2 separate regions of the Sus scrofa genome follow, and region 1 is linked to region 2. The links are chromatin contacts, called in public Hi-C maps. All regions are on one chromosome and are shown on one strand. Each heading gives the region's core, a stretch centred on a gene start, on an enhancer-like site or on the middle of the called end of the contact. The rest is flanking DNA. Distances are from core to core; before and after follow the strand shown. Region 1 overlaps LOC100513542 (serine/threonine-protein phosphatase 5). Region 2 holds the start of HIF3A (hypoxia-inducible factor 3-alpha).

Evidence for each region. Hi-C and Micro-C count contacts between places; a contact is called where the count stands out from the background.
Region 1: a contact with region 2 is called in a Hi-C map of liver, with 1.9 times the contacts expected there. The contact joins the enhancer-like site here to the promoter of HIF3A in region 2. A contact is called at or near these places in 1 of 5 promoter capture datasets (fetal liver), 11 of 47 Hi-C or Micro-C datasets (alveolar macrophages, blood, fetal heart ventricle and 5 more) and 1 of 2 datasets of contacts at active chromatin or transcription factors (skeletal muscle).

What each region holds. Positions count from the first base shown.
Region 1 is chr6:52,387,961-52,392,877 of Sscrofa11.1, forward strand. It overlaps LOC100513542 (serine/threonine-protein phosphatase 5), which reads left to right. Exons shown (of 13, transcript XM_003127234.6): 3 at 4,763-4,910. Among named protein-coding and RNA genes, the nearest start is that of PNMA8A, 39 kb to the right of the region's middle. Within about 2 kb of position 3,616, at least 17 of the 83 cell types and tissues checked have an H3K27ac peak or open chromatin away from gene starts, as enhancers often do. A contact at or near this core is called in fetal liver, liver and omental adipose tissue, where this site is marked.
Region 2 is chr6:52,341,010-52,346,276 of Sscrofa11.1, forward strand. It overlaps HIF3A (hypoxia-inducible factor 3-alpha), which reads left to right and starts at 1,884. Exons shown (of 15, transcript XM_021094603.1): 1 at 1,884-1,965. The coding sequence starts at 1,940.

The DNA of each region.
Region 1 (4,917 bases), core at 2,366-4,865, 49 kb after region 2:
AGTAGGGAGAAAACAGCAGTTCACTGGAGCAGGTACGCATGTGTCTGTGAAGGCTGCTCTTCATCTGTGTGCGTCCGAGGGGTATGGGGTGTGGTGAATGCATGTCTTTCTTACTCTGAGTTGTGGTCAGAAATGCTGAAGGTCCCTCGGCAGGGCCTCCAGGGTCAGATGCGCAGCTCTGAGCCGTGCAGCTCTGAGCCGTGCAGCTCTGCGTGCTTGGGCTCTGGCTTTGCGTCCTCACCTGTAAAAGGACGGGAAGAGCAGAGCCGCCTCGGTGTCCTTGTGAGGAATTGGCGAGCCGTACGGTTAGAGTCAGGCCTGCCCCTGTGGGTCCTGGTGCATTTCTCCTGGGGGCGTCTGGGGAAGCACTGCGGCCTTGGGCTGGGTTGGGGGTGGTCCTCCATTCTGCTCTCCCTCCAGGGCCAAGCCTTGGACTCTTAGCAGGAGCCCAGCTCCCCTTTCCATGGGCCCATGTTGAATCCCCCCACCAACGCCCCTTCTCTCCCAGTTCATCTTTCAGGGGGACTTTGGCTTCAGGACTCCCTGCCCCCGCACTGGGTCATCTTCTCGGAAGATTCTGCCTATCTTCTTTCCTGTCTGTGGCTGGGACTCAGGCGGTCACGTGGGCCCAGGCTGGATCTAAGGGACCCCTTCGGCACTCTCCACTCCACCCCTTCCTGGGGCTTGGGGGTTTGGTTTGAAATATGGTTTGCGTTTAAGTTCCTTCTCAGAGCACATAGCCCAGTGCCGTTGGGTAGAAATGCCTTTTGTCCTGCACGTCTGTGCAAGCGCCTGTGCACCTCAGGTGTGGATAGATGATAGTGACAGGAACAGTCACAGCTGGCACCTGACACCTGGCCTTCGCACTCTGAAAACTCATGTGATCTTCATGACAACCCCAGAAATGGGGCCTGTTACTATCCCTGATTGACAGGTGAGAAAGCCGCAGCCCAGGAGTAGGTCCCTCCCCTGAGGTCCCACAGCCAGGCAGAGACAGCCCGGTCCCAGAGTCAGGCTCCTGACCACTGGACATAAGCAGTGGCCAGAATTTCTCAGCCTATTACTTGCCCTTAGCTCAGTGTCTTGCTTCTGTTTTATTGTGAAAGGAGTGTTGGTGTGACTTCCTAAATGAGTTCACTCGAGTTTTTCCACTTGTGGGGTGCAGACCCAAGTGTCGTGCCTCCACTGCCTGCCCCGAGCACCTGGCTGGCCTCAGCTGTCCCTGTGCCTCTGGCAGGCACAGCCCCTGCCTGGGCTATGTCCTGTCACCTCTGCACTGGAAATAATCATGGAATTCCTGCTGTGGCTCAACGGGCTAAGAACCCGCCTGGTGTCTGTGAGGGTGCGAGTTTGATCCGGTGGTGCTGTGGCTGTGGTGTAGGCCGGCAGCTGCAGCTCCGATTCGACCCCTAGCCTGGGAACCTTCATGTGCTGGCGGGTGTGCCCTGCCCCCCGAAAGAAAATAATCATAATGGCCCGCCACATGTTGTCATGTCACCCAGAGGTCAGGAGCACTTGGTGAGGGACCTGGTTTTTGCTGCTGGTCTCTAGTCCCTCACCTCAGTTCTAAACCCAACTGTTTGAAAAAACAGTCTGGTAAGTTCAGTCAACTCGTTTGGTGATGAAAGCTGACCTGGACTTAAAATAGGAGGCTGTCAATGGTCTTGAATGCTCCCAGGTGGTGCAATTGGAGGTTTTGCTGCAGAAACAGAAGGGTGTGTAGTCTCCAGGTGCCACCTGGTCCACTGGGGGCGTCACATAACATACAGCCCTGGCACCGTGTCACCTTTCTGAAATCCGGGCAGTTCCCAGTTCCCCAGTACACGCAGCCCCCATGGCTTCACATGGGGATGTTGAGCCTGTGTTAGCGTTTTGTCGGTTGGAGCACTGTAGTTACTGCCCATTAGTACTCCCAGCTGAAAAGGCTCCTTTTTGAAAACAGCTTTTAATTTTGAGAGTGCCATAGCTTCACTCGGAGTTATAAGAAGTAATATAGAGGTCCCATTCTCCCAGTTTCCCCACTGACATAACTGGCATCATTACGAAAATACCATAGTCAGATACTGACACGGACATGGCCTAGATCCCACTTTGTTGGGTTTTTTGTTTTTTGTTTTTTTTTTTGGTTTTTTTGTCTTTTCTAGGGCCGCTCCTGCAGCATATGGAGGTTCCCAGGCTAGGGGTCTAATCAGAGCTATAGCCGCCGGCCTACGCCACAGCCATAGCAACGTCAGATCCGAGCCACATCTGCGACCTACACCACAGCTCACGGCAATGCCGGATCCTTCACCCACTGAGCAAGGCCAGGGATCGAACCTGCAACCTCATGGTTTCTAGTTGGATTCATCTCTGCTACGCCACGACAGGAACTCCGGGGCCCGATGTTAAGTTGTCACATTACCCCCCCCACCCCAGGATTGCTGGCACCCTCCTTGCTTTCTAGATGCTGAGGGAGGCCAGAGAGGTGGGGCTGCCTGCACTCTGACCATGACCAGCGTCTCCCTGAAGGGGTGCAGGGCGCTGTGGGGACGATGGCCGAGAGTAGGGAGGTGAGCACGTCCCAGCGTGCATGGCGGGAGTCACAATCTTATGCAGGGAGAGAACCAAACGCTGGCTTCTTAGATCAGTGTCTTTGCCTCTCTGGGCCTCAGTTTCCTTATCTGTCCAGTGGAGATTGTGATCACACCACGTAGCGCTGCTCTGACGATCAAGTGAGCAGGGCAGTTGCTTACACCCTCAGACGCATAGTAAGCACTGCACTGGGTACGCTTGCCGCTGCTGTTACTGCCCCAGCTCCTTTAGTCCCGGCAGCGTAGTGTTGTCTGAGAACCCGGCAGGGGCTCAGAGGAGATGCTTGGGGTGGCGGGGTCGTCCTTGTCCAGTCAGGACGTTTGTTGACATCTGGGACTCAGCCTCAGCTCCCGCCTCCCAGCCACCTTCCAGTGGGGAGGCAGGTTCCTGCAGTACTCGGCCTGCTGGGGAGCCCCGAGGGGGTACCTGACGCAGCCTGGCGGATGGGGGCAGTGGTTGCACATGAGGGAGCTGAGAGCCGGAAGAGGAGCAGGAGCTAGAAAGGAGCTGGAGGTGGAAGTGTGCTCTGGGCCAAGCCTGTACGAGGCCTGGAGGTGAGCGGGAGCTGGCCCCTTTGGGGACTTGTGAGTTTGGTCTGGCTGGTAGTGCTGAGCAAACAGAGGGTGGCTTGGACTTTATCCTGGGGTGTGGACTATAACCTCTCCTCGTTGGGAAGGACTCCAGGGAATGCCTGGTGCTGCTTTTCTCCTAAGCCTGGCACGGTGCCCCCACCCCAGGTGGAGCTGCCTGGCAGGGTGCCCTAGCCTGAGCCTGCCCAGACCCAGCTCCCTGCCACCCCACCTGGCCTGCATACCCATTCTGGGGGGTGGGGGAGCCCCATTGACCCTCGGGGATCAGCAAGTGCCTTTGTCCGGGCTTCTGACCCTTTCTGGTGGTCTCTTTCCACCAGGGACATGGCAGCCCTGGCAGCCCTTCCTGCCCGCTGTGGGGAGCAGGAGCTGAGGGGGCCCACACCTAGGGAGGCCAGCAGGATGGGCAGGTCAGCCAGGGTCCACTCCTAATCGCACTGACAGTAGCTAAAGGGCGTCTCGGAGTGAACTCACTTGCCCAAGGTCACACAGCAAGTGAGGGGCAGAGCCGGGCTCTGCGTGCAGGCCTGCCTGCTTCTGAGCTTGGAGGAGTAGAGTTTGTAGGAAGCAACGTAGAAGGGAGGGACAGCGCCGGCTCCTTTTACTGAGAACTAAGCGTGTCCTGAGGTCTGGGGCTCAGTGCGTGTGATCTCATTTAATCCGCACAGCAGCCTATGAATGGCGGCCGAGGAGGGCAGCATGTGAGCATGTGGAGTTGACTCTTGCCCGGCCCCGCTGCGTGCACTCACTCAGTCCTCTCAGCTGCCCGCTGAGGGGGACGGGGTCGCAGGCAAACTCATTGCCCAGGTCACGCTCCTGATGATTGCAGAGCTGAGATTGGAACCCACGAGTCCTGGATCTGTGACCCAGTCTCTACCTTCCTTCAGAAGAGAAAACTCAGGGGCTCATTTGCCCTGGGTCCCTCCCCACCTCCCGCAAAGCCCAAAGTTGAATGAGGGCCTTGCCACCACTGGGTGCCGGCTGCTGCTCGCCCACCCAGGCTGCCCGCCAGGCCCTGTGTTCATTACTTAGCCTCCCAACAGCCCTGGCAGGTGGAGCCTGTCGTGTCTGCATTTTGTGGATGAGAAAACTGAGGATCATGGAGTCCAGGTTCCCCGGCAAGTCATTGCCTCTTCAGATGAGTCTGGGCTGTTAACAGAGACTTTGGATCAGCCCCTGCTTTCCTCTCAATCCCACCCACCTTGGAAATAACATCATGAACTGTGCCTCGGCCCACCCTGGTTCCAGCGAGGAAGCTGGAGCTGGACGCGTGCCTCCAGTGGCCAGTTGATGGTGGTCAGAGCTGAGATTTATTATGAGTGTCTGTGTGGGTTAACATGTTTACCTTCTCAGCAGCCCTGTGTTGGCAGCTCCGTCAGGCCCACTTTGGGGGTGCAGAAACCGAGGCCTAGAGGCTGAGCCCAAGCTTGTATCCCTGGTACCCGGTGGCCCAGCCACTCTGCTCCACGTTGGTGGAGCCTGGGGCCAGGCAGGCCAAAGATGGCCATGGCGTCTGTCTCCTTGAGGCTCCTTTGCCCGACCTCGGCCTGGGCGTTGATACCTGTTCCCTTCCTTCCCCTCTCACCCACCCACACACCCAGGTGGTGAAGGTGAAGCCCCACGACAAGGACGCCAAGATGAAGTACCAGGAATGCAACAAGATCGTGAAGCAGAAAGCCTTCGAGCGGGCCATTGCAGGTGATGAGCACAAGCGCTCCGTCGTGGACTCACTCGACATCGAGAGCATGAGTGAGTA
Region 2 (5,267 bases), core at 634-3,133:
CTGCACCCTGAGCCATGGCAGTGACAACACCAGATCCTTAACCCTCTGTGCCACCCAGGAACTCATCTACATTTTACTAATGACAAATTCTGCCCTAAACTTCTGCTCTGGGACCAAAATTTGTCTCTTGAGACAAACAGAACATATCCTTCTAGTAAGAGCTCAAAACCATTTCAACAAACACATTTTCCATATTGCCTTTGCTTCCACGGACCACCAAGTGAAGTTTAACGCTAACCTACATCATAGATGCTTCATGCATCCATGTATAAAACTTTTAGTTCTGTTTTAAGATTTGTTTAACAAGCGCCAGTTTGCCTCGGGCACTGGAAATCCTCAGATTGCCTATCTGGTAGGACTCAGATAATCCCTGCTTCTTTGGATAGGACACTGCTTCCCTGCAGCCCTTTCTAATTCAAGCCTCTCATTCATATCAGCCCCAGTCACATATCCCACCCGCTTGGCAACTCCAGCAGAAAGAGAACCTCTTTCGTGGTAGTTGCAGCAAATGTCTCAGGGTTGCTTCTCACTGGACCAGGTTAGGGCACATGCCTTCCTGGAACCAATCCCTGTGATCAGGGGAAGAGAATAACCTGAAGAGGTCTAGTCCCTGGAGCTGGTGAGGGGAGGGGTATGGCCAGCCATCTTCAAATTAAATAGAATGAGAGGGGAGAGAAGTGGTTTCCCCAAAGAAAACTGAGTAGGATGCCAGGGTGGGCAACAACCACAGACTCTGCTAGAGTGTCCTCTTCCGTGCCCCAAACTGCATCCAGAATACTGATGCAGAAGTCTTTGGAAGTTCCCATGTGACACAGAGAGTTAAGGATCTAGCGTTGCTGCAGCTGTGGCGCAGGTCGGAATGCCAGCAGGGGTTCCATCCCTGGTCCCAGAACTTCCATGTGCCACAGGTGCAGCCAAAAAAAAAAGAGAGAATATTGATCCTCTTTGGATAAGTGCCCCACTACACACACCCACACACACACCCACACACCACACACCACACACACACACACACACACACACACACACACACACACACCCTCCTGCTTCTTATCCAGTTGTAATCCTTTGGCCACTCCTTGGTGACATTGTGCCTTTCACTTCTTACTTCGCTGATAGAAAGTCAGCATTTCTCTGCTCTTCTTAAAAGTGGCTGTGATTAACTTTGACATGTTTACTTGACATAAAGTTAATCACTCAACACAATGGGAACCTGAAAAGGGAGAGGCAAGGAGGTGGGGCTGGGGTACAGAGGGTGCCAGACCGGAGGAGCTGGGGCCGGAGGGAGTGGGCACCAGAGGAGAGATGAGGGTGGAAGGAAGGGGCCGGGGACGAAGAGGGAACGCTGGGGGTAGAGGGGGCGGGGATTGTAGAGCTGGGCTGGGGCGGGGAGTTGGGGGCGGAGGAGAAAAGCGGGGGGTCTCAGCGGACTGGGAAGAGAAGCTAAAGGAGGCAGAACTGGGCTACTGAGGGGTTGGGCTGGGAGGTCGGAGGGGCCCAGCCGGGGTGGGAAATAGAGGGATGGGAGTGGGAGTCAGAGGGCGGGGCCTGGGGTGTAAGGAACAGAGTGAACTTGGTGGATTCCGAAGAGTATTGGTGTCCGAACTTGGCGAGAGAGCCTGGGCCAGAAGTCTCGGCCCTCGGCCCGTGCGTGGTGAGGGATACACTGCCGAGAAGTCCGCGGCCACGGGTGTGGCTGGCGGGGGTGTGTGTATTCCATGGTACCCGCCCCCCCATATACACACACTCCGGAGTTCCAAGTCTTCGTCTCTGGTCCCGCCTCTTTCTTGGAAGTGACAGGCCGCTCGCCCAATTAGAGCCGCGGGCCTGGCGCGGCGCAGCCAACCGCGCGTCGGGGGGCGGAGCTGGGGAGGGGGCTCGCGGGCCAGGGGAGGGGGCTGGGGGCCTCGAAGGGCTCCAGAGCGGCGAGTGGCGAGCCATGGCGCTGGGGCTACAGCGCGCAAGGTACTGGGCCTTGGGGGGCAGGAATGTTAGGAATTGGGGGGCTCTTCTTGCAGCGACCCCCTGAGCCGGGTGGGGAAGACGTGAGTGCGAGCCTAGGGCGCCCTCGGACGCGCGGTTGGAGGTACATCCCCGCCTCCCCCTCCACCCTAAGGGATTGCCGGGTGGGGGCATTTCCCCAAGTCCCCTGCTGCCACGCCCCTCTAGCCTAGGGCGACTTCGGGGTCTAATCCTTGATTTCCTGCTGCTCCGGGTTCGCTTCCCCTCCTCGTAGGGGGTGAAACTCGGGGTCCCCACAGAGTTGGGGGTGGTTGCGTTTGAGCAGTTCCCGGTTTCTGCAGGAGGTATTTTCCGTCCGCATATTGACCATCTGGCCCCTGACCCCCCAGAAGTGAAGTTGTTCGTTGCCACCAGACCCGTGGGATCCTAGGGGATACGAGGTGTCTCCAAATTGAGCCTTCCCAGATATAGTCTCTAGGAAGCGAAATCCCCTTTAATTGGACCCTCCCTGACATAGTCTTCCAAACCTTAGGTTCCCTAGAACTAGGCAGAGGGGGTCACCTTTCAGAAGCCACCTGGGACCCTTCCCAGGGGCCTTTTTGTATCCTTTGGAAGGTGGGGTCACCCCTTTAATACCAGGAAAACAACCTGACCCAGTTATCAAGGTCCAATCTCTTATCTCACTCATCCACCCCCACGTAGTCCCTGAGAGGCTGGGAAGGGGCACCCAAGCCTTATTTTGGGAAGACCCCAGAGAGGTGCCCAGCCTGATTCAGGTCCAGCTGTGATGGGAGCGCCCCTTGCCACGGGCCCAGGTGGGGTCACCCTGAGCAGGGGGTGGGTTTCTGTGTTCCCTCGCCAGCAGGTGCAGATCTGCTGGGGCAGCACAGACTGGTGCTCTAGGGCCACTGTCAAGGGGTCCTCTCTGGTCATGTTTTCATGGGACCCGGGAAAATGTCCCTGACCCTTAGGTTTCCCCCATCTAATCTGAGGCGTCCAGGAAGCCTCACCCCTTCCCCTCCTCCCTGGCTTTGCAGGTCTGATTGGATCCGTCCACACTTCCATGTTTTCTAACCCCACATCTATTCCCCCCCACCACCAATTCTATTCCAGTCTCTGGCTCTGGGCCTGCCAGGGAACTCTATCCCACCCTTTCTGGGCCAGCCCTGGCCCAGCCCCTTCCAGCACCCCCTCCTGGTCGGGTGGGGGCCCCTCTTAGCTGAGCTGGGGCGCGCCCCCCTCCCCATCCAAGGCCAGCCCTTTCCTGTGGTGTCATCCGAGCCCACGCACCTCCCATTCATAACTCGCACCCCGATCCCGGACACACTCCATCCCCTCCTGCACCCCCAGGATGGCACGTAGGCCAAACAGGGTCTGGGTGATGGTGAGTGGGGCCCCCCCATACTCCCTTACCCCCATCCCTTCTTCCAGCGTGGCCTTATGCCACCCCACCTCAGGCAAGGATGCTTCTCGGGGGATCCCTGATGGGCACTCAGCCCCAGGCGTCCCCAGGTCAGAGGGTTCCTGGAGAACATAGGACCTCGGGCACAGGCCCCTCCCTGGATTACCATGTCCTTGGGAATTAACAGAGTCAGGGGTAGAGAGACTCCCCCCAACCCCAAGTCCCTTCTCAAATCCAGACTCTGGCTCTGGCCCCTTGGGTCTCTCAGATCACCTCAGGGCAATCCAAGAGGCATCTCTGCATGGATTTCAACCTAAACACCCCCCCAACTTCTGCACTCTCTGTAAGACCCCCAATATCCAGCTGAGTGTCAGAAGAGAGAGGTCCAGGGGCAGCGCTGAATGTGAGGGAGGGTGTCCCGCTTTCTCCGTGCCTTTGCTCCTGGGGGCAAGTTCTTCAGGGTGGGGAAGAAGTGGGCTTCTCCCTCTCTTGGCTGGGGTTGGGGGGGCACCAGGCCTCTGTCCCCGTTCCCAGACCCTACCGTGGGGCCTCCCAGCCTGGCCCCGCCCCCTGTTCTCTGCTGGAACACAGAGGAAGGGTGGCAGGGTTCCAGCTGCACGTCCCAACCTGGGCAGAGTGCCAAGGGGCTGGACCAGGGCCGGCAGGGAGCCAGCTGTGGAGAGTGGCCAGCTGGGGAAATCCGGAGGCAGTGGGGTGGGACAAGGGGAAAGGACTGGGACCACTGGGCAGAGAAGGGGCAGGACAGGGGTCCTTCGAGTGGCACGCCCACCAAGGCATGGCATTTAAGAACACAGGCCCAAAGTCAGGGTTCACATCGCCGCTCACCCACTTCCTGGCTGTGCGGCTTTGTGCGGGCGATTGCCCTTTGAGGCTCAGTCAGTTTCCTAGCCTGGGCAGTGAGGGTTATGCCCCCCGACCTCGGCCCCTGCACCAGAGCAAGATAAGGAGCAGTGAGGGGACGGATCTTAGGGGTGGGCCACCTCAGAGGTGGGCAGTAAACTGTGCACAAGTCAAACCAAGTTCTGGGCAGAAGCAGGTACGTGGTGGGACCGACAGACGCGGTGAGCGTTGTTGCACATTGGCCGAGGGCCCCAGGATGACTACCTAGGTTCTTTGGGCCGGATTAATGCCAGTGCTTAGAGCCTCCGTTTCTGACTCTATAAAAGGGAGCTCGCCTTTCCTGGTTCATAGAGTTACTCCAAGGATTTAATGGGGTCTCCAAGCTCGCAAGTGTCCAGTACAGCAGAGCGTTCCTTATTATTGCTGTCACTATGATTTAGTCTTCTTTTCACAATCACACACACACACACCCTGTGGGGTTACCACGGAAGCCCAAGGGTTTCTCTAGTGCCTAGGAGGCTCCTAAACCTTCCACACCTGATGTGGACAAAAGCTTTATACAGCACTAGCCAATGGCCAGGCCTGGTACCAAGCCTTTAATGTATATTCACTGAACCTTGACAACAACCCTGTGAGTTTGTGTGGTTATTAGGCTCAGAGAGGCTGTGCAACTTGTCTGAAGTCACACAGCTAATAAGTAAGTGCCAGAGTGGAGATTGGAACCCTCGAACTGGAGGAACCAGCCACTACTCTGTTTAAAGAGAAAGGCTAGATCATCTGTGAGGCAAGCAAGAGGCCCACACTTCCTGTCAGAAGAACCTCTGGAGAACTGGCTGGGAGCTAGAAGGAGGGTCCCTCCGCAGCCACTAGCTACTCCTTCTATGGAGGGAGCAGGCACTGGGCCATGGAGAGGATTATAGAGCCCAGCTGCCCAGGAGGTGGGGGGCCAACCCCACCCCCACCCCATTCCTCTTCCCACCCCCTGTTCCCTGGGCCTGGGCCCCCAGCTCAGGGAGGCCCACCCACCCCCACCCTCTGGGCA